Linked DNA regions of Mus musculus: all the other regions are linked to region 1. The links are chromatin contacts, called in public Hi-C, HiChIP or PLAC-seq and promoter capture Hi-C maps. All regions are on one chromosome and are shown on one strand. The core of a region is the stretch at or near the end of the contact, and the rest is flanking DNA. Distances in the headings are between cores, read along the strand shown. Region 1 holds the start of Klhl33 (kelch-like 33). Region 2 holds the start of Rnase10 (ribonuclease, RNase A family, 10 (non-active)). Region 3 has its middle 17 kb from the start of Rnase10. Region 4 overlaps Tep1 (telomerase associated protein 1).

Region 1 (5,690 bases), core at 2,332-4,831:
AACCAGAGGCATGCTGGGTCACATTCAGCCCACGGTCTCATTTGCATTGCAGAGCATACAGAGCAGGGATGTCTTTTCTTGATGAGGGACTGCACACCGACCTGGCACTCATATTCATACACTGAGGATCAGAGAGGCAGTGCATCCAGATGCTAAAGGAGGGCAGTCTGTCCAGCCAGCCTGAGCCTGGTTTGCCTTCATGCTTCCTGTGTGACACTTAAGGCAATGAATACTGTATTGGAAAAATGTCACATACTCTTGGTCTTAGTTACATTTTCAATTCTGTGAAGAGACACCATGACCAAGTCAACTTATAAAAGAAAGCATTTCATTTGGAGCTTGATTATAGTTTCAGAGTGTCACTAAAATCCATGACCATCATGGTGGGGAGTATGGCAGGAGGCAGTCAGGCATGGCACTGGAGCAATAGATAAAAGCTTACATGTTGAGACAGCAAGCACAAGACAGGGAGAGGACTAAGCCCATTGGCATGGGCTTTTGAAAACTCAAAGCCCATCCCCAGTAGCACATATTTTCCAACAAGGCCACACTCCTTTCCAAGCAGTTCTACCAACTGAGACCAGGCATTCAAACAGAGGAGAGTGTGAGGACTGTGGTGGTTTGAATATGCTTGGCCCTGGGAGTGGCACTATTAGGGGGTGTGGCCTCGTTGGAGAAAGTGTGTCATTTTGTGGGTGGGCTTTGTGAGGCTTCTCCTCGTTGCCTGGAAGCCAATCTGATGTTTGCCTTCGGAACAAGATGTAGAACTCTCAGCTCCTCCAGTGCCATGCCTGCTTGGACACTGTTGTGCTTCCTGCCATGATGATAATGGACTGAATCTCTGAACCAGTAAGCCAGCCCCAATTAAATATTGTCCTTTATAAGACTTGCTTTAGTCATGGTGTCTCTTTACAGCAGTGGAAACTCTAACTAGGACACGGGCCATTCTTATGAAAACCACTATATGTTTAGATCTCACTGAGAAGCTCTGTCAGGAAACAGGGTTGAACTCCACCTCCATTTCACACCTAAATAGATTTGTCTCAAAGTGTCCTCCGTGGACCCTTATCTGGGTATAAACTGGCCTCCCTTGCCTCTGTGACACAAAGAAAAAACGACAGCAAGCATCTAGGAATGTTTAAAACATTGTGATTTTGTGAACAGCTAAGGTAAGCCATTTCAGGGAAGGGTGATTATTGTTTATTCCTTGATGTGGAAGTGTCATCCGCGGGAAGTGGAAGCCAGAACCCCGGCTCAACTGCAAAAATAAAGCTCTCAGTTGCCAGCTGTGGCTGACTGCCTCAGTTTCTTTCTTTGGATTGATTTGGTGATGTTTTCTATCTGTTGTTTGCTGCTTATTCTTTTACTTAGTGACCTCACCCAAGAGACATTCTGCTGTGCCCATGACCCCTGATTTGCCTGAACTGGCTACCTCAATTAGCCTCCAGTTGATTTCTGCTGGATGATCATGGGTGCCCATTTGGTAGTATTTTGCTGTCTACTGATTCTGTCTCCTACCTGCCATTTATTCTTTTAATTTTATTTGCTATATATTTAATAAACTCATTCATTAAAAACTGGAAGCATGGCTGTTGAGGATCATTCTTCAGACCGTACACAGCACTTGCTAAGTCCTTTGAACTTCCTCTGTCTCTATTCCCTGAAAGTTTGAGGTCATAATTGAAGCTCTCTGCTTATTAGTACTAAAACCATTAAAACAATACATACAGGGCTGGAGTGATGGCTCAGCGGTTAAGAGCACTCACTGACTGCTTGCTCTTCCAGAGGTCCAGAGTTCAATTCCCAGCAACCATGTGGTGGCTCACAACCATCTGTAAATGGGATCCGATACCCTCTTCTGGTGTGTCTGAAGAGAATGACAGTGTACTCATATACATAAAATAAATAGATAAATAAATCTTTGCCGGGCGTGGTGGCACACACCTTTAATCACAGTACTTCGGAGGCAGAGGCAGGAGAATTTCTGAGTTTGAAGCCAGCCTGATCTACAGAGTGAGTTTCAGGACAGCCAGGGCTACACAGAGAAATCCTGTCTCAGAAAAACAAAACAAAACAAAACAAACCCCAATACATACAGAGCCAGTGAAATATTCCAAACCTTAAAATCCTCTCGAAATGACCACATAAAATTGTTTATTTTAAAATCTTAAACTTTCAGGAACCATTCAGGTTCAGGAAAGGTTATTTGGAAACTGATGTAGGGGAATTTGGGTCTCTTGATTACTTTTCTGATCCTGCCTGATTGCATTTAAACAGACCCCAGAGAAGGGGCAAAGAGTTCAGACCAAAGATCTAGCCAGGTTGTAGTCACCAGCATTTGATGACAGTCACCAGAAAATTGACGGGCAACTTGTTTCTTTTTTTTTAATATTCATTTATTTTATTTATATGAGTACACTGTAGCTGTCTTCAGACACACCAGAAGAGGGCATCAGATCCTATTACAGATGGTTGTAAGCCACCATGTGATTGCTGGGAATTGAACTCAGGACCTCTGGAAGAGCAGCCAGTGCTCTTAACCACTGAGCCATCTCTCCAGCCCCGGCAACTGGTTTCTATAACCCAGGCTCTAGGCCCTACATGGCTACTGACCCTGTCCTTACTAAGGCAGACTTCAGTCTCAGGGTGGAGTATGAAGAAAACATCAGTTGGTATCCAGCAGGCAGCTCTGAGTGCTGGCAGTGTGACTTGGGAGAAGAGAGTTCAGAGCTTCCATTGGTGGACACCCTGATGAAGCCATCCTTGAGAAGCATTGGTCCAACTGGACCTGCAGCCTCACTTCTGTTCCCTTCTATGGTTTAGAGGCATGTCTAACAACATGATATAAGCTTCCTCTTTCTGAAGAATCTGAAGAGGAAATCCACTAGTGAGTTCAAATTCTCTTAGAGCATGGCCAGGAGGCCGGGGGGTGGGGGGCGGTTAGGGAAGGACAAGAGCCATTAGAGTTTAACTTTCTGGCAGTCCTAGTGGTACCTGCATATAATCCCTTCACAGGAGATTTCCACCAGAGTTCAGGACTTAAGGGAAGTGGAGGCCACATAGAAGACATTACCTGTTAAAACCAGTTCCTAAAAATACACATCTCTGATTTACACCTTCAGTTTGGTTATCACTGCTGTGTAAAGTGTTAGGCTTTTGGTCCACCCTCTGGGGTTATGAAGGAACAGCAAAGTCAGGCAGATGTTAAGAGATATTTCCCCCCCAAATCCCACAGCTATGATGGAGGAAGATGAGTCAAATGTTAATTGTTTATAGTCTAGACTTTCCAGACTCCCTCACTAGCCTCCTGTCACCTCCAGCCACCAACTGGGAAAACAGTCAGTCCTTCTGGCCTGGCTCACTCTACCCAACGTTTGCGTTCCCTTTGCTTTGCAATTTTCCCCACTCAACACACTCTTGTGACCTACAGGTTTGGAAGGAGGGAAAGGGGAAGTCATCCCAGGACTTGGCCCAGTGCATTGAGTGTCAGCTTCCAGCACTGAGAGATGAGGGTTTAGCCCTCAGGCTAGCTATAATTAGCCAAGTGCGGGCACTGCTAGGATCCGTACACAGCAGTCCTAAGCAGACTGGGAACTCAAGAGAGGGCAAGCAGAAGCCCGGTGTCTCCTGCCTGGGATTAAAAGAAAACGAGTGGAAAGCGGGGCTTTGTCCTGAGCCAGATGGCTACAGGCGTTTGTGGTTCTGTTGCACTTGGTGAACCCTATGGTTAGTTAGCGCCATATAGCCCAAAGTTAGTGTGTCACCGGACGGAGTGAGGGACTGACAGCTGAATTGAAGACAGTTCTGTTTTCCTGAGTGCTGCTCAGGTATACTTCTCTCATGCCTGGGCACCTGCGGCAACCTCACAAGCGTCTGGAAGATGGCAAGCCTTTCCTCAGACTTGGAGCATGTCTCCCTTCCTATCGAGAAGGACAGTCTTGAACTACCTGTGCCTGCCGGAAGAACCTTCTCCCGGTCTCCCTCTTCCGATGAGGATCCCGGCTTGTTTTCCTTTTCTCTGGCAGAGCCTGACCCACCTAGCCCCTTCGTTTCAGGAAACCTTCCCTTTCTAGCTTCATCTCCGGAGAAAGGGAAGAAGCAGGATGACAGCGACGACTCAGCGGAGCCTGAGATGCTGTGCAGCGTGGAGCACCCCTGCCAGTTCTTCGCTGAAGCGCAGAGACTGCGGGAGCAGAAGCTGCTGCTGGATGAAGAGGTGTCTGTGGGGGGACAGGTATATGGGGTGCATCGGGTGATCTTGGCTGCAATTAGCAGCCTCTTCCGAGGCAGGCTGCTGAGCGGTGGGGGTCAGCAGCCCAGTTTCAGCCTTGATGTGACCCCGAGGGGCTGGGAGGCTGCGCTGACCTTTGCCTACGAGGGGGTGCTGGGCCCCGCCTCACAGGACGAAGTGCTGGCTGCTGCAGAGGCGCTGGGAGCACCCCGGGTGAAGAAGGCGGCCCAGCTGAAGCCAGAAGGACTTGGTAAAGCCAGGGGAAATGAAAAGAAGCTCAGCCAGGCAGAGGAGCTGAGGGAGAATCTGCACAGCATTGAGCGTCTGTATCGAGAGGGCATCGGGTGCGACTTGGAGCTGGAGGCAGAGGGCTACCGCCTGCGGGGTGAGAGTCTGTGAGACAACTGCCAAAAATGCATGTTTTGCTTGTTTTGCGGTGGTAGGGATGGAACCTAAGGCCTTAATTCCACTCTACCATGGATCCACACCCCCTAGCCTTGCGAAATAGTTTTGTATTATTGCTTCAGCAAGAATGTCCTTTTTGGTGCTTCTCCAGAGCCACCAAGAAATGCACATGCGCAGTTGAATTGTTTTCCTAGACACCCGGACAGATTTGAACTGATAGATAGTTCAGGCAGTTTCCCCCCCCCCCCCCCCTCCCTGGTAGCTAGAATTTCCAGCCAGATGGCTAGGGCTTAGAGTACAGTCCATGGCAGCAAAACAGGGAGAAAGAGACTGACTCAAACAAATTAGCTAGAGCCTTTTGGCATCTACTCAGCACACAGCAAAGGGCAGCCGAGGCCATCAGTACAAGTTTCCCAGTGTGTCCTTTGTCCTAGGTGTGTTTGACTCTGGCAGCAGACTTCAGTCTGCTTCCCCTGTGCGGTTATCCCCTATGCAGTTATACCAGGATATGTCTGACCTGGGAAATGGAGTCTGTCGGAGACACAACAAAGCTTAAAGTTACAATAGATTTGCTTAGAGATTACCTAGTTCAGGGCTAATAATTTTCAAATGAAGAAATCAAGCAAACTGTGGTGACTTATGTCTGTAATTCCAGCACTAAAGAGACTGAACAAGAGGACTGCCCAGAATTTGAGGCCAGCCTATGCTACATAGGCCAGTGTGGACTATATTGGGAGTTCCTATCTCACAAACCAAAATGAAAAAGGAAAGAGAAAAGAAACCTAGTAGTGCCTTGTGACCTCTACCTGTAACACTTAGGAGGCTGAAAAAGGAGGACTGGCATGAGTTCAAGACCAGCCTAGACTGACTCCAACATGCCCACTCACAGCACTAAGTGCTTAGTGAGGTTACTCTAGAGGAAAGTCAGCCCTAAAGGTTTCCTACATTTCCTGTGGCACTAGCAAAAGGGTGATACTTCAACATTTCATAGTAGCTATAACATTCTCACTAAGGAATGAATTTAAACCTATGTATTCATGCCGCTGTGTGGGAA
Region 2 (5,690 bases), core at 1,758-4,257, 110 kb before region 1:
GGAAGGTTGTGAAAGGAGAAGAGGAGGAAAGGGGTAGGAAGATGAGAAAGATGGGTCCTTATTCAAGCACTTGACTGTAGCTGTCCAGCAGCCATGGAGGAACTGGGCTACCTGAAAGGGGGCCTGGAAATGAAAAAGGATGGGGTGTGAGAGATGGATGAAGCCAAGACAAAGTTTCTGATCAAGACTCAAAGTTTAATAGTCAGCACAGCACACTGCATTTATATAGGAAAAGCCAACAGACCCATCCTTTGTTTCAGCTGGATTGAGTTGTTTTGTTTCAGCTGGATTATATTGTAAAGCAAGCTCAGCCAGCAGTATTCCTGTAGGAAATTGACTCCACCTGGGTCATTAAGGTCCAACTGTGGCAAACACTTAAGGTCTATTTAGACTGCTCAAGGCTGGGAGAAGGGCATGTTTGATCTTCAGGCCTATGCCCTACACCAACTCACAGCAGGCTCTATGATTTTCCAGGCTCAGGAAAAGAAGCCTAGCCACGTGGCTTTCCAGACACAGTCCTAGATTGAATGGCTTTAGTTGCATCTGCAGCAGAGAAGTGTGTTGCATTGTATAGGGCCCAGAAGTCTGTGATTACCACAAGTAGGTAGCATGTAGAGTCCCTATGTAAGTAGCAGGGAAGGAGGTAGATAAAGGAGGCATTAAACTCTTCTAGTCTACACCCAAGGTGTACTCAATCCAGGGATCAAGCTGATGACCATGGCTAAGGTAGGGTCTAGAGTTTGGCCTTTGTAGGACAGGGATTGAAGGTGAGAGATATCTAGGAGAAACTAAGCATTATTCTTTGCCATTTCAGACCCCCAGAACAAAAATGCAAGTTGAATGACACCTCCCCACCCCAATACAAAGAATAATTATATTTTCAGAAGTCAAAAATCAGAGATGGTCCATTCTCTCCTCCCAGGATCTTCTCTATAGTTAGCAAACCCAAGGAGGGGACAGAAGCATCAGTGAATGGAAATCCAAGAGAAGAGAGGCAACGGGCCGAAGAGAAGGGAAAGGCACAAGGTGCTTCATTTAGTCTCCAGTTGTTTCTTGTCATTGCATGTCATGAAAATGACCTTTTCGGTTATGTAAGTCAGATAGTGACAGTTGGGAGTGACTTGGCCTGGTTTGGCCAATTTGCACAATGTCAGATCAAAAGGCCGGGGACTTTTGTAACATTTGCCCCCCTTGAGGTCACAGTCAACCAGGGAACCGTTACAGACAGCTTTGACTGTGTTTGGGTCCTCATGGATGAACGTGTACTGGTTTATGCAGCTCTGATTAGGCTCCTTTATCTTGTGTGCCATCATGGTATTACAGTCCCTGACACTCAAGTCAAACTTAAGGTAGTCTTGTTTGCTCTGAAAGCGGGGCTCAGCCCTCAGCATCCTGCTTCCCCCCACTTCATCTTCACTGAGGACAGCCTCTTCTGGCCAGACAGGTTGTGCCATTTCTTTGTAGCCAAGTGCCAGACCTTCTGTGGTCCAGATGCCCTCTCCCTCTTCAGTATTCTGGGAGTCACTGGGCCAAAATTCATTCAGTGGCTGATCCTCCAGGACGGCAGCTGCCATGTGAAGGCCCAGGCCCAGCCCCAGCCCTAGGCCTAGCAACAGCAGCAACATCATGAACAACAGATGCACCAGTGTCACCTTCATTTTGCCTGAAGAAGAAGAGGAAAATGAAGGCGTGATGTAGAGATAAACTCTGGCCCCTGCCATGGTTGGCCAACGCCAGCAAAATAGACCTTGAGTACTCCACTGAATTCTCCCCGTTACTCCACCTACCTAAGGAAATGAATCTCTTTCTTGAACACTTCTTCTGCCCCTTCTCCTCACATTCCCCATTCCTGTGTGGGTCTTGAGGATTGGAAAGTGGCTAACAGAAGTGACTGTAAGCTGGTCCTTGTCTGAGTAATCAGTGAGGAAACTTGATGCCACTCCATCCTCTCTAGCCCCCGCCCACCGATTCTTAAACAGAAATTATTCTCGAATCACCAAAGAGAGTAGCTAAGCCAAATGAGTACAGAGAAATTCTTAGAGACAACCTTGCTCTAGGAAGCATTGTGTCCATTTTTATCCCAGATTTATTTTGCTTGTTATTATTACCCTTTTCCCAAAAAGGAATAAAAATGAACTGAAAGAGAAATGGGTTCGTTCTCACTCCTAAAGTAAAGCTGCAGAAATGTGCAGTCAGCCCAGGCCTCTGCTACATCTTGTCATTTGTATTTCTATTTGTGGTTAGGGAAGAAATGCAGTACGGCTTTCTCAGGCTCCAGCTATTTTGGCAGCCGCTCTTGGTTGGGGGCCATCCCAGAACTAAGGCAGGAAGATGTAGCTGAAAGGAAGTTACAGTCTTTGCAGTCAACAGCTCTGGGCTCCAAATTGTTAAACTTGTTATGAAACGTGGAAAGTGCATGCTGTGTGTGAGCAGACTCTGAAGCCGAGGACTCGGGGAAGGGCACGGTTGGCCTTCTTGCTCAACAGTCACCCAGCGCTGAGGAAATCTCACATAGAATTTATCTTGGCCAAAAACTAGCATCCATCATTACAGTGGCAATAACATTACATTGGCACAGCATGTGGAAAATACTGCAGAGTGTGCACACTGGCTGTCATTGACTCAAGTGACTCTGACGTTGTTAGAAGCTTGCCAGAGCAGACTGGTGAGATAAACCAGGAAAGATTTCCTTTAGTAAAAACTTGCCAGAGCTTGTTTTTGTTTTAAAGAAGAGGAGAGAAAGAAATTTCAAGAGAATGAAACTGAATGGGCTGTGGATGTGGCTCAGCTGCTAGAGATCTTGCCTAGAATACATGAGGCCCCGGCTTTGCTCTCTGAGGTACCCGACCCTGACGTGGCTTACCTACACTTGTAAGCAGCTTTAGATAGTCTTGGCTCTTCCTATGTCCCCAGTTCTGCTCTCCTAGAGCGTCCTTCTCTGTGAGCTGTACCCAGAAACTGCTCTCCATACAAGTAGCTATCTCCTTGTGTGCTGAGGGCTTTTAAACACAGCCGGATCTCCTGAACCCATGCCTCTCCCCTTCTTTCCTTCCCAGCACAGAATGGACACACTCAGCTAATGTGTCTTTCTGCTCCCACAAACACTTTGAAGTAAAGAAATTTAAGCAAACGACAGGAAGTATCCTCTACCTGGAAGAACTGCAGACAGTTGTATTCCATCAACTGTTCTACTCTGAGTTCCGCCCACTGACCTGTGGTTTAGAACAGTCTCACCTTGTGCCTGAGTCCCAAGCCTGATTGTCTTGTTTTCTACACATACTGCCTTCAGCCCTTTCCCATCACTTCTGGAATGGTAGTATCTGGCGTCTTGTTTTTATTTTTGTTTGCGGCACCTTTCCAATACTGCTTTTCACATTTTTGCAAGGGTAGCATGACTTCATTTGATTATTTGCAGTGGGGAAAAAAAAATCCAGATTTTGTAAATGTAGTTATTTGGCTCTTGAAAAGGAACATGAAAGCAGAACAACTCATCAATCAGCTCCTACATGTGGTGAACTAAACCAGTGAGGTCACCGTGTCCAATAGATGTTCCTTTCTCCAGCTGAAGGCTGAGCATCTGGGACTGATAAGGCACGGCACAGATCATCTCCAGATGATGACGATGATCATCTCCCGAGACGCATGCTTTCTGTAGTCATTATGCAGGAGACCCAAGTGGTGAGCTCAGAGTTCTGCTGTCTACAGGCTTTGGGGGGGGGGGGAGGTTGTTTTTGTTTTTCCTTTTGTTTGTTTGGTTTTTGGCCTTTTGAGCTACAGTTCATTCTCAAATGGTCAACAAAAGTGTAAGTAGAGACTAAAACCTCACCTTGCTCCCTGCTAAACTAACTGCATTAAGACTGGCACAAAGTCTTCTTCAGGTAAAGGAAAAGGCCTTCTTTGTAAATCACATGAAGGAGCTGCTGCGGTCTGAGGATTCAGATAGATGGTTTTACATTTTAGTTCACTTGCACAGTAGTGACCTCATGTGGCCTTCCGGACTTCTTTACCAGAGGAGGTTAGAATTATTCCCCCAGTTTTATAATAAACTTGAAGCCTTGAGATGTTCAGCGATTAGCAGAATACGGAGGGCGGGGGATGGGTTCCTGCTTTGCCAGCTGCCACCCATTGCTCCTTGTCTTTGTGAACAAAATCTCCAGAAAGAAGCTATGGCTGCAGAGACTGACTGGTTAGAAGTATAGTACTGTGGAGAGACTTACCTTATTACTTTATCTTGGACTAGTTCTAGCCTTCCAGAACTGCCATTTCTTGCCTGTATCTGTGTTGGAACTAACATCTTGTGACTACCAGAAATCTTTTGGAATCTATTGACTTAGCAGAGCACTAGCTTCTACCAGCCCCAGGATATCATCAGATAGCATCTTCCACCTGTAAAACGGCTCCTCCCATTCCACTGCCCCTGCCTCCCTGAGGTACCCACCAATGTATTTTAAATCTGCCTCGATTTCAGCCTTAATCATCCTATAAAACTACCAAGTTCATAAAACAGCTTCTACATTGGAACATGGAATTTGGGCTAACCTAAACCTGTGTTCCTGGCCCACAACCACTCAAAATGGCTATCTTTTATCCCCTTCAAGATGAGAGCTGTGGTCTTGTGTCAACATCTTATACTACCTGCATAAAGAGAGTGATAACTGGCTCTAGTCTATGCTGTTTTTCTCATGGCTCTAGAGAGCAGTTGGTTACTCCTGAGAAGAGAAGTGATCTCAAATGCATAAGTAATTTAAGTTATTTAATTTACTTATTTGGTGTTTTGGAGACAAAATCTCACTGTGTAGCACAGGTTGGCCATGAATTTGTGTCATTTCTCTTACCTCAGCCTCTCAGTACTGGGATTACAGGAAGGGACCATGAAGCCAGGCTTGGTTATTGGAACAACTCACATCTGTAGAATGAACTCACATAAGCCTGATCATAATTCATCCTTATAACTCGTTAGCCCTTTCTCTTTTTTTTTTTTTTTTTTTTTTTTTTTTTTTGGTTTTTCGAGTCAGGGTTTCTCTGTAGCCCTGGCTGTCCTGGAACTCACTTTGTAGACCAGGCTGGCCTCGAACTCAGAAATCCACCTGCCTCTGCCTCCCAAGTGCTGGAATTAAAGGCATGTGCCACCATGCCCGGTCATTGAGGCCCTTTCTAATCTGTGCAATTCATCCATCTTGGGTTCTTACTTATTTGGGCCCTGGGTCCACTTGGCTTTTTGAGGGATCACTGGACTGCTTTGTTCTTTCTATGTGACTAATTTTGGAAGTTTCTGTAGTGTTGAGGGAGTTTGGGTAATAACATATAAACAACAAAACATACCACAGTCACTTCATTCTGGTGCTTAAGAAACTTCAAAGACCCATAAAATCTATGGGAGGAGTTCCCATAAATACTGAATCTCTCCGTCCCAAACATTTCACAGCCTCTACTTCTTCTAGGAGAAGAAAAAAAGTGTGAATGTTGGGAGGGTGACCAACCACCTTGCTCTTGAAGTTGAAGCCCAACAAGAAAGTGGTTGGATTAATAGTGTGTGCTATGCACCATGCTGCCAAGCTGTGAATAGCTTTTTAAGGTGTTTAGTAGTCATTTTTTTTTAGACTCCTACCAGGGAAGGATGGAGGCTATAGATAGATCCTCTCCTGTTCCTCTAGATCCAGTACCGTAGTCTCATCCTCAGCTCTGTAACA
Region 3 (5,690 bases), core at 1,818-4,317, 94 kb before region 1:
GGCAAGCAGGCTTTGAACTGGTATTCAAAGAAGAAATAAAATGGGAGATTACATTTTTTTTAAGTTAGAACTCAGGAAAAAAAAAAAAAACCCAGGCTTAGCAGTAAAACAGATGAGCAAGCCACTGCTTTGAGAGAAGAGCTCCTGGGATGTGTGGGTACATTTCTTCAATAAGGGTATAATTAATTATTCCTCCCATTTCCTTAGCATGTCACAAGGTGAATTAGCTTTCCCAAGGACTGCTCTCCTCATCAAGTAATTGACAGGCCCAGCAAAATTAACTCTCAAGGGAGAAAGCAATAGTACTGGGGCATAAGCACATTCTATGTCCCTTGGTGCTGGATTTACTGGCATGTGCAGCCACACCCAACTTTTGTATGGATGCTAAGGGTGTAAAGTCAAGTACTCTTCTGAATTCCAACTACTCTTCCACACTGATTCTTCCCTACAGCCGAAGAACCGCTTACAGTTTATCTTCTTGTTAATAGATTAGACATTCAGGTAATTTAATATCATAAATCTTAGCTAATTATATACTAAGTGGTGACTTGACTTGGTTCAATTATCCCGATTTCACATATTTTGGAGAAATTTGCTTATATATTTCTCTTACTATCGTTTTAGTTTTTGAGACAGAGGATCACGTAGCCCAGGCTAGCCTCGAGGTGCTAAGTAGCTGAGGATGACCCTGAGCTGATTATTCTACCTCTGTCCCTGAGTACTGGGATCACAGGTACTTGCCACTCTGGCCTAATTTTTTTTTTATTAAAATTACTGCTTTTGTTTGTTTTTTAGACAGGCCACACTGTGTAGTACAGGCTGACCTAAAACTCACTCTGTACTCCAGATTGACCTTAAACTCATAGAAATTCTCCTGACTTGGTCTCCCAAGTTTTGTATTTACACATACCACAGTACCCTAATGGGTATTGTGTAGCACTCCTACATTTATGAATCACCACAACTTTTTTTTTTTAAAGGATGTCGGCAAGGCAGTAACATGCATATTATTATTATTATATTATTTCATGCATATAAGCACACCACCATTGCTCTCTTCAGACACACCAGAAGAGGGCACCAGACCCCATAACAGACGGTTGTGAGCCACCATGTATGTGGTTGCTGGGAATTGAACTCAGGACCTCTGGAAGAGCAGGCAGTGCTCTTAACCACTGAGCCATCTCTCCAGCCCACATTTATTTATTTTTGAAGGGGGTCGGCCATATACATACCCATGTACATCCATATCACATGTGGAGTTTGGAGGACAATTTACAGGAATTGATTCTCTCGTTGTACCATGTTGGTTCTGAGGATCATACTGTAACAGAGGTACTGGTCATCATTTAGGGGACCAGTGAGTTTGTTCCCTAGCACAAGCAAAGTATAAATGGCTGGAAAAGACAGAAGACCAAGCCTTAGAGAAAGCAAAGTAAAGCTCTATTTCTTTAGGATGAGAGGGTCCCTAAGGCAGGGACTCTGATAAATGGACTCTGGGTTGGATGTTTTATAGGATGCCTAGGTCATTCCCCTTTCTTTCCTCTACCAATCCTATTTAGAAACCTACCTCCATCCTTTCTCTTCACAGTGTCTTCCAGGAAGAAGAAACAACCAACCAATTCTCCTTGCTTATTCAGGGACTACTATTAGGGGCAGGATGATGACTGCTCTAGCTGCTTCATGATGAGAGCAAGTAGAGACTAGGGTGTGTCAGTCCAGAGAGAGAAGACCCTTATGAGGTGGGCTCTTGGGAGCTGCAGTAAAATTCCAGTTGGAGGTGTATCTGGGGTTCCATCTGCAGAACCATCTGTAGAAGCAGAGGGACTTAAAGAATGAAGAAGAGAATGCTAGAGGCCAATACTGTATGGCACAGAATAGGGCAAATAGTCCCAGTGAAATCTTGCATAGTAGCAGTCAACCCAAGGTTGACCTTAAGAGTGGTGATGAACCTGGGACCTGCTTTCAGGCACTTTGGCTAGAATCACACCATGAAGTCCCATCCAAATGGCTTCTAGAGAGGAAAAAAGAGACGTTTAACATTATTTAATTTGGGAGGTAAAACAATGGTGGCTCTATCACTTGCAGGTAAGTACTTCGGTGTTGAATTCAGCCATAATCATGATACCCTGTGTCTGGGTAGAATTTTCCTTATCAAGAAGAAAAACCTATAGTGAGAAACAGTTGTCTATCTAATATCTCCCCCAGTGTCTAGGCAGTGTGGTCCCCTAGACTGCTAAAGAAACACAACTGTCATTTTATTCTTAGGTTATACTTTTCTGCTGGGTGTTTAAGATCACACAGGTGGCCAAAATCAATTACTTAAAAAAAAAAAACTGTCAATGCTGTTTAAGGATCTTGTTCTCGAGTCATTTGTGTTTGAGAGGAAACTCTGGCTCCTCTGTCATTCCTTTCACTGATTCCATCTGTGCAAGGATAAGTCTGAGGCTTTGCTTGGCCACAGTTCACTTGAAAGTACAGAGAAAAATTTCCCTCTGTGTTGACCCTCTTCTTTATAGCCTGGATATTGATTATAGCTTACTGGGTGGATTTTCCATGGCTCCCTGAACCAGAGAACAGCTGATTCTCCATAGTTATGCCTAGCAGTCCCATGGGATCTGATTCACCTTGAGGAAAAAGAGGAAAAATATTCTTCCTTTTATACCTCTAACTGTTACAGGGTGTCTAACAGAGAAGACTGCTTAGACACAAGTTTAAGCCAATAAAAACTCCTTTTAGCCAACTACACTGGTTGTTTGAGATTCCAGTGTAGTCAGAGCCTTTCTCCAGGTGAACCTTTAAGCACAAAAATATATCCTGGGTTGATACATTTTAATTAATAAAAGCAATTATCCAGAAGTGGAACTACAGAAGCCATAAAACATAGTTAATATATTTAGGGGTACTTTCCCAGAACTATTGATGTTGATTGATTAGGTTTCGCTTTCATTTTCATTTTCATTTTGTGGTGCTTTCTACGTGCTCCAGTTTAAGACCTGAACAGTACTTCCATAGTGAAGTCAGTTTGCTAAGGTCTGAATGTCCGTCACATGACCACATTAGTATGGCCTTCAAGAATGGTTATTGAATAACAAGAAGGTCAGTTACACCAGTCTGGCACATTTAACTACTGTGTAATCATTAATTAAAGCTTGGGCAAAAACTGGACACTTAAACCAATCCTTGTAATTGTTATGGAGAATAGACCAATAACTATTGATATAAAGCAGAAAATTGATATCAAGGAACTTTGACCTTTTGTATATCTTATGTAGCTTGCTCAGACCTTTGTAACTTCCTTATGCTTCCAGTTTTCTTTTTAATTCTGGAAAAACATCTCTTCTTATGAACTATAACAATATTAACACACCACCCTAGCCATGATGATCTTTTCCAAGCAGGCACAGCTGATGTCACAGCAGTCATTTGGCTTGGAAGATAGTGCTGTTAACACAATTTTATAAAAGAAGGTTGAATCCAAACTGCAGACATAATAAATTAATATTACTTGTATAGATACTGTCATACTATGGAATTTGATAATTTCCAAGGTTAGATGTAAGTTTAGATTTTTTTTTCTAACCTACTTTAATAAATGTTCAACCTTCCCTCTAGCTCACCAGAGGTAGTCGAAGAGAAAAGCTATTAAAGACATGGGGGAAGTAGACATGTATAAAAATAGTTCTTTGGAGGTAAGTTCAGTCTTCATTGTTCCCAATTCCCATTGTTCCCACTTGAAAACACCAAACATGGATCAGCTGCTGCAGACCAGTCCACTCAGCAAACATCACACGTGAACCAGCAAGGGCACTTCAATCCAGAAGAAACTGTAAGGCTCACCAACCAGCCCAAGTCCGAGGAAGAAGCAAGAAGCCGCAGGAACCTCCCAAGAAGTTCTTTGGTGAGTTCCTTTTATGACGTCACCTCAGCAACTCAATGTAAGGCAAACCAATACATACGTGCCATTAGCAAAGAATAGTGAGGCACAGCAAAGCAAACCAATGCTTGAGTTCCCACTGTCTATGGGGTCATATTTATACTCCTTCTGAATATGCATCTTTTCACATGTTTGCTATAGCAAAACATCCTTTCACCTGTGTGTCCCAACAAAGCATCACTTGACATAACTGACTTTCCAAAGAAACCAGAAGTTTCCACTTCAGTTAACCTTATAGAAAACACAGGACAGGACAGGACAGGACAGGACAGGACAGGACAGGACAGGACAGGACAGGACACAGTATAGAGATCAATCTACTATATCTGTGATTTGGTTCCAAATGAGTGTAAGTAGCAGATTCAGATCGAGCTTTATACCATGAGATCAATAGTACACAAAATGCATCTACTCTTTGGCTGTTTTATTGTTCTCTTTTCTCCCTGTCAGGGTCAGGAGACCAGCCTCCTTCAGGAAAGGGGGCTCAGAGCAAGCTGGATATCACTTTCCTATACAGCTGAATACATAAGGCTTCTTAAGTTTTACCTGGATTCAAGAATGATCCGAGAGACAGAGAGAATGTTAACCAAGTCTTCCCTTTCCCTACATGCCTGCCGCATGTATGCACACTTAGCTATCCTCCGCGGGATGAGGAGTGTCAAGCAGAGGAGGGCCTTCCCCATGGACCTTTCCCAGGGGTACTGAGTGAGGAGCCTGCCTTCCCTCACCTTCCTGCCTGGGAGCATGACCACTTCCTTGGGGTCCCATTTGCCCTGTCTCTTGACTTAGAAGTGGTGCCCTGGTTTTCTCAGGAGAAATCTCTGTCCAACTGCAAAGAACAAAGTACTCCATTCCTTCATAGCATTAGCTCCTTGCCTTCCTTACTTCTGGTCTGGGTGAGAGCTAATTGGTGATTTGCATCATGCTAGTCCTGATAAGGGGCCCCCTCATCTTTGAAGGGTCCTGGTAGAGTGCTTGAAGATTATGGCTACTGGTAAATCCTTCTACTTGACATTCAGTCTGATGTACAACCTTAAGTCTTCTCAAATGCCCAATGAGAGACCCCAAGAAATTTAACGGGAGTGCTGGTAGTCACCTAGGGGATTGTCAAGCTTGTTCCTCAGTGCAAAGAATCAAAATGTCTGGGAAGACAGAAGACCAAGTTGCCGAGTGTCTCATTTAAGTTTCTATTGCTGTGATGAAAAACCATAACCAAAAAGCAAGTAGGGGAGGAAAGGGTCTATTCAGCTTACACTTCTGAATTGTTGTTCATCACTAAAAGAAGTCAGGACAGGAACTCAAACAGGGCAGGAACCTGGAGGCAGGAGCTGAGGCCATAGAAGGGTGCTGCTTACTGGCTTGCTCCCCTCTGGCTTACTCAACCTGCTTTCTTTTTTTTTTTTTTTTTTTTTTTTTTAAAGATTTATTTATTATATGTAAGTACACTGTAGCTGTCTTCAGACACTCCAGAAGAGGGTGTCAGATCTTGTTACGGATGATTGTGAGCCACCATGTGGTTGCTGGGATTTGAACTCTGGACCTTCGGAAGAACAGTCGGGTGCTCTTACCCACTGAGCCATCTCACCAGCCCCTCAACCTGCTTTCTTACAAAACCCAGGATTACCAGCCCAGGGATGCCACCACCCACAATGGACTGGGCCCTCCCTCAGTGATCGCTAATTGAGAAAATGCCTTACAGCTGGAGCTCATGGAGGTATTTCCTCAACAGAAAATCTTTGCTCTCTGATGACTC
Region 4 (5,690 bases), core at 1,264-3,763, 73 kb after region 1:
AACAGCCATCTGTGCAGAACCAATGCACAGATTTAAACCTTGGAATCCACCATGGAGTGTAAGGCGAGCGAGGGAAAGGCAGGTGGCTCCAATGCTCTCATCTCCCTTCCCTAGAGCAACTCTCCTTTAAATCTTTGGATGCTAAGTTTCCATGTAAGATTTCATTGTGCAAAACAGAGTTGTATAGTTTTTTTTAAGTCAGACACCTAGGAGGACTTTCTCTCCTTCGTTCTTCCTTTCTTTCATTCTTTCTCTCTCTTTTTCTCTCTTTCCTTCCTTCCTTCCTTCCTTCCTTCCTTCCTTCCTTCCTTCCTTCCTTCCTTCCTTCCTTCCTTCCTTCCTTCCTTCCTTCCTTCTCCTTTCCAGTTGTTTTGAGACAAGGGCTCATTATATAGCCATGACTGACCTGGAGCTCACTGACATCTGCTTGCCTCTGCTTCCTGAGTGCAAAGAGATGAGTGACACTGTGCTTGGCTCTTTTACATCTTAATTTGTGTGTGTGTGTATGTGTGTGTGTGTGTGTGTGTGTGTGTTTGGGGGGCACTTGTAAGCCATAGTATGTTTGTGGAAGTTAGAAGACAACTTGGTGAGGTTGGTTCTCTTCTTCTACTGTTTGATCTAGAGATCAAACTCTGTTGTGAGGCTTGCTGGCAATTGCTCCTACCTGCTGAGCCATCTCTCCTCTCCAGGCTTTCTGTGCAGCTCTTGCTGTCCTGTCTGGGGACTCACTCCATATAGCAGGCAGGCTGGCCTAGAACTTAGAGATATGCCTCCCTAGTTCTGGGATTAAAGGCTTGTGCCACCATGCCTGTCTCCTAGGTTTCCTAGTTGTGATTTTTTTTTTTTTTTTTTTTTTGGTTTCTGTCAGTATTAGCATTTTAAGGTCAAGGGCTACACCGTGTCTCTGTCATGGTGCATGGTGCAGGTACCTCACAGATGCTTTATGCTTAACTGTTTGGGATTCTGTCAGAGCTAGATTTCATTCCCAAGATTCCTAAGGTCTCTTGTTTCTGGAAAGTTTTAAGAAATCCTAATCGGATACCTACTAAAGTTACGTACAAAGTCTGTCTAGAAAGCAGTGATTCTGTTCCTAAATATGTACTTAAGTGAAAGAAGTATACATAGTCCCCAAATGCCAGGCCCAGACACGTCTGTGTTAGCCTAAATTCAACATAGCCCAACCTGGACATGCAATTCTCAGTATGTAACTGCATGACAGCAGAAAGTAGAACATGATAAGTAGGGAAATACAGACATGTCCTTCTGCAAAGGAAGCCAGTCACAAACATGGCCACACTACAGAGATCTCACTGATGTGGAGTTTGTAATAAGTGGAGACACTTAAATCTGCTGCCAGCTTTCGGGCTCTCCTACCAACTGGGACTGGGCATGAGAACAACATCGAGAACTGTTCCACATCTCCACCTAGGGGCACTGCATGGGTAGATCTTACATGCATTCACTTGATGCATGTATTTTATTTGTAGGTGTGGTGGGTTTTAGTTTTTTGTCTTTTGTTTTTGTGTAATACTAATATTTTGTGTCATATATATCCTGTCTTAGAGCTTTGATAGTGGCGTTGTGTCATGAACTAAACAAAGTTACCTCTCTACCTATCCCTTCACAGGAGCAAAAGGAGTCAGGGGAGTTTGAAGAGATCCTGGACTTCAATCTGAACTTAAATAATCCTAATGGGTCCCCAGTATCAATCACTCAGGCCAAACCTGAGTCTGGTTAGTGGGAGAAGAAGGGCCAGAGTGCTCTTTCTGGGGTGGCTTAGGGGAGGCTTGTGGGTCCTCAAGGCTTGAGCCCTGGCTAACTCTGCTCTTAAAATGGCAGAATCATCCCTTTTGTGCGCCACCTCTGATGGGATGCTGTGGAACTTATCTGAATGTACCTCAGAGGGAGAATGGATCGTAGATAACATTTGGCAGAAAAAAGCAAAAAAACCTAAAACTCAGACTCTGGAGACAGAGTTGTCCCCGCACTCAGAGTTGGATTTTTCCATTGATTGCTGGATTGATCCCACAAATTTAAAGGCACAGCAGTGTAAAAAGGTGAGCTTGGAGGGAGGGGTCATAGAGGGAGGCGGTTCTAAATCTGGCTCAGCAGCAGCCTTTGCTGCTTCAGTAAGTGAAAGGTCTCCCTGAGAACTCATGTTGTTCCCCTCCTTTCCGAGATCCACTTGGGCTCTGTCACAGCCCTCCATGTGCTTCCGGGATTGCTGGTGACAGCTTCGAAGGACAGAGATGTTAAGCTGTGGGAGAGACCCAGTATGCAGCTGGTAAGTGTGGGTCTCTGTGTGCACACGTGCACACAAGCGGAGAAAGGGCTAGTGCAAGAAAATGAATGCAGGCTAAGGCGTGTCAACGAAATGAAAGTTGTTTTTCTCAGTCTCTCTTGGTGTGGCCTGTTTCTAAGATATTGATTTGAGAGAAAGATAACAAGGAGACCTCAGGCCTATAGTTTCACTTCCCCCGTTTCTGTTCCTGTTTCAGCTGGGCTTGTTCCGATGTGAAGGGCCAGTGAGCTGTCTGGAACCTTGGATGGAGCCCAGCTCTCCCCTGCAGCTTGCTGTGGGAGACACACAAGGAAACTTGTATTTTCTATCTTGGGAATGAAGATGCAGTACTCAGGACAAAGATGATGTCAACAGATGCTGCTAGCCTGAAGACACCTGTGTCTATATTCTTAGTAAGATTATAAAACTAAAATGTTGAGAGATCTAGAGTGTATGCCCGATTGTGTTCGCTGGTGATTTTAGATCAACGGGGAGGGCTCTGGATATTCCTTTCTAATTTAACATCTAAGGAGAACTGCAGGAACATGAGCATCTTTAACACGCAGATTCTATTCCTGTGTCCCTTTCTGGCCTAAGTTCTAAGGTCCACTCTTGTCAGAAGGAAGGAAGGCTATTGGTGGCCAGTACTTAGTTTGAAGAGACCTGAGGAATTCTCGTTTGGTCATGAAAGGACACAAGAGCGAGTTAAAGTCAGTAGACGTGCAAGCATTTAGGAAAAAACGGATAGACCTAGGACTGTGCTGGGTTCCTGTCACAGACTCAGCCCTCTCCCCAGAACTAACTGGCCAGAGTGGGAAACCCAGGCACCAAAGGCAGAATGAGTCTTTGGACTTTACATTTGACTTGCAAGCATTCATTGGTAGACTAATTGGCACTCTTACAGAGATCACAAATCTATTTCTCCCTCAAATTGAAGTTCATGGAGCTGAGAGATGGATCTGCCATTAAGAGCACTGGTCACTCTTACAGAGAACTGGGTTTTGATTCTTAGTGCCTACACGGTGGCTTACAACTTGCTGTAACTCCAGTTCTAGGAAACCCATCGCCCTCTTCTGGCCTCCATAGGCAATGCTCACATGTGGTACACAGACATACAGCCAAAACACTCATTCATATACATAAAAGAAAAATAAATCTCATAAAGTGTTCTTTAAAAAGAAGTCAGCCCATGATGGTTCATAATCCCAGTTCAGAGGCAGGGGTATTTGGGAGGTGGAATTTGAATTCAAGGCCAGCCTGGTCTATAGGGGGAGTTCCACGATAGCCAGGACTATATAGAGAAACCTTATCTTGAAGAACAAAGGAAGGAAAAATGAAACTAAAATGAAGTCGATAGAGCTTACAACATATTGACAAGTGGAGTAATCATGCCATGGATTTACGTTGCTTACTTACAAGGTTCTGGCCTTGAACGCAGAGGTCTACCTGACTCCTTCCTCACCTCCTGAGTGCTGGGATGAAAGGTCTGAGATCCCATGCCTGACTCGGTAATCCTTACTATAAAGCATAGCATATGGCTGTAGTCTGTATTAGGAGGCCAAGGAAGGAGGATTTTTCTTGAATTTTAGGCCATGCTGGCCTACATAGCCAGTTCTGAGACAGCCGGGTATCTAGAGTGAGATCCTGTCTTGTACTCTTTAGAAAAGTTTATAACACCCACATCTGTTCTTACGTTTTTTAAAGTTACTTTTACTTATGTGTCGATGTCTCTGTGTGTAAGAGGGTGCCTTGAAGGTCAGAAGACAGTGTTGGACCTGGAGCTAGAGGTACGGAAAATTGAGAGCTACCTGAGATGGGTGCTGGGAACCAAACTCTAGTCCTCTGGAGAGCAGCGCACTATAGTAACCACTGGACCATTTCTCTAGCCAGTTGTATTAGTGGTATAATACTTAAAGAGAGTAGGTAGATTTGGCTAGATCCTTATCAGTGAAGCCATTTATACAAACATGAACATCTGTTTTAAGGCAAAGAGTATGCAGTTTTTTGACAGTTGATGATGATTAGGATATCTTGTAGAACTGGTATAATTAAGAGGATTTTGATGGGGAAAGTGAATCTTTTGAGCCTGTATTCTGTCTACAGTAACATTTAACAGACACCAATTTGCAGGGGAAAAGTGAATTTAACAGGGGAAAGCATTAGCCCTCATTAGTGTCCTTCAGTGGAGAAGCTATATACTGTGAGAGAATAGAATCCAGAGTAACCTGTCACTACAGTGGGATACAGAGGAACTTCCTGGAAATGAAGACAGTACTGATAGCAGAAGAAATAAGTGATTGAGGGCTAAGGAGATGGCTTAGCAGTTATGAGCACATTCTACTCTTGCAGAGGACTTGTTATCAAAATTCTCTAGAGGAATAACAGAACAGAGAATGAACACACACACACACACCCCACCCCACCCCCACATTTTAAGGAAATTTAGAAGGGTTTACAGATTGCAGTCTAGGTAGTTCAACAATGGCTGTCTTCCAATGGAAAGGCTAAGAACCCAGTGGTTGCTCAGTCCACGAGGCTGGATGTCTCAGATAGTTTCAATCTGGTTCTGGAGTCCCAGGGAATGCCTAGGTTGCTGCTGGTCTTCAGTCAAATCAGAGTTCCAAAGAAGCAGGCCAAAGACTGCCTCAATAACAGGATAGATGAACTTATCACAACATCTAAGGGCAAGCAGGCAAAAAGTAAAAGCTTCCTTCTTCCGTAGCCTTCATGGAGCTGCTACCAGGCCCAGATTTAGAGTGGCTCTTCCCACCTCAGGTGATCCAATCAAGAAAATCCCTCAGAGACATGCCCAGGTGCTTGGGTTTTAAGATTTCAGATGGAGTTAGGGTTCCCAGGATTAACCATCACAGGACCCTGTAACTCCAGCTCCAGGGGCTCCAGCTCTCTCAGCTGGCATCTGCACTCATGTGTGCATACCTACACACAGATACTTCAGACACATACATTCTTAAAAACAAGTCTTCAAAAAGTTGAGTGTGGCTGCACTATCTGTAACCCCAGCATTTTGGAGTGCAAAGGATTGGATTGCTGAGACTTGCTGAGGCTCTCCTGAGCAGAGTCCTGTCTCAAGGAGACAGTGTGAAGAAGGCTAGAGCACACACCCAAAATCTTTCTCTGGCCTCCATGTGTGCACACAGGCACAAAGAACAAGTGCCAAGGAGAAGTAAAACCCAAAGAAGCCAAAGACAGATTTATACTATTTTATTAAACAAAATATCAAAAAGTTCAAGAACATAATATTGCTTGGTTTTTGTTTGAAGATTATATTCTCTCTGGCTTGTCTGATCAACATTCACCATAGCTGCAGGAAGTTAAATTGAATCTTTAGAAGGTATCGCATACGGACCTGGTTGGGGCTATAAACAATAAACTCATTGTAGTTGAGGGT

The links. Promoter capture Hi-C pulls out the DNA fragments that hold promoters and counts their contacts. A called contact is a pair of places that touch in the nucleus more often than the background predicts. HiChIP or PLAC-seq counts read pairs in DNA pulled down with a chosen protein or histone mark.
Region 2: a contact with region 1 is called in a promoter capture Hi-C map of liver. The contact joins the promoter of Rnase10 here to the promoter of Klhl33 in region 1. A contact is called at or near these places in 13 of 39 promoter capture datasets (3T3-L1-derived adipocytes, the C10 cell line, the HPC-7 cell line and 7 more), 6 of 484 Hi-C or Micro-C datasets (3T3-L1-derived adipocytes, bone marrow-derived macrophages, liver and 1 more), 3 of 115 datasets of contacts at active chromatin or transcription factors (embryonic stem cells, fibro-adipogenic progenitors and heart atrium) and 4 of 9 other capture datasets (adipose tissue, embryonic stem cells, liver and 1 more).
Region 3: a Hi-C map of liver shows a contact between it and region 1, with 2.5 times the contacts expected there. The contact joins the enhancer-like site here to the promoter of Klhl33 in region 1. A contact is called at or near these places in 11 of 39 promoter capture datasets (3T3-L1-derived adipocytes, the C10 cell line, the HPC-7 cell line and 7 more), 6 of 484 Hi-C or Micro-C datasets (bone marrow-derived macrophages, liver and uterus), 3 of 115 datasets of contacts at active chromatin or transcription factors (CD8 T cells, heart atrium and liver) and 4 of 9 other capture datasets (adipose tissue, embryonic stem cells, liver and 1 more).
Region 4: a contact with region 1 is called in an H3K27ac HiChIP or PLAC-seq map of microglia, with 5 times the contacts expected there. The contact joins the enhancer-like site here to the promoter of Klhl33 in region 1. A contact is called at or near these places in 6 of 39 promoter capture datasets (the C10 cell line, HPC-7-derived erythroid cells, embryonic stem cells and 2 more), 13 of 484 Hi-C or Micro-C datasets (bone marrow-derived macrophages, cerebellum, cortical glia and 5 more), 8 of 115 datasets of contacts at active chromatin or transcription factors (the NIH/3T3 cell line, bone marrow-derived macrophages, embryonic stem cells and 3 more) and 4 of 9 other capture datasets (adipose tissue, embryonic stem cells, liver and 1 more).

What each region holds. Positions count from the first base shown.
Region 1 is chr14:50,895,374-50,901,063 of GRCm38.p6, reverse strand. Klhl33 (kelch-like 33) reads left to right here and starts at 3,581. Exons shown (of 4, transcript NM_001370764.1): 1 at 3,581-4,616. The coding sequence starts at 3,881.
Region 2 is chr14:51,005,246-51,010,935 of GRCm38.p6, reverse strand. It overlaps Rnase10 (ribonuclease, RNase A family, 10 (non-active)), which reads right to left and starts at 3,007. Exons shown (of 2, transcript NM_029145.3): 1 at 2,864-3,007; 2 at 178-1,663. The coding sequence starts at 2,969. The coding sequence ends at 1,032.
Region 3 is chr14:50,988,583-50,994,272 of GRCm38.p6, reverse strand. No RefSeq gene overlaps it. Among named protein-coding and RNA genes, the nearest start is that of Rnase10, 17 kb to the left of the region's middle. Within about 2 kb of position 3,067, at least 18 of the 459 cell types and tissues checked have an H3K27ac peak or open chromatin away from gene starts, as enhancers often do. A contact at or near this core is called in CD8 T cells and liver, where this site is marked.
Region 4 is chr14:50,821,099-50,826,788 of GRCm38.p6, reverse strand. Tep1 (telomerase associated protein 1) reads left to right here. Exons shown (of 55, transcript NM_009351.2): 52 at 1,628-1,733; 53 at 1,840-2,057; 54 at 2,180-2,284; 55 at 2,499-2,728. The coding sequence ends at 2,621. Parp2 (poly (ADP-ribose) polymerase family, member 2) reads right to left here. Exons shown (of 16, transcript NM_009632.3): 16 at 5,488-5,690. The coding sequence ends at 5,595. Among named protein-coding and RNA genes, the nearest start is that of Gm52116, 12 kb to the left of the region's middle. Within about 2 kb of position 2,513, at least 75 of the 459 cell types and tissues checked have an H3K27ac peak or open chromatin away from gene starts, as enhancers often do. A contact at or near this core is called in adipose tissue, bone marrow-derived macrophages, cortical glia and 1 more, where this site is marked.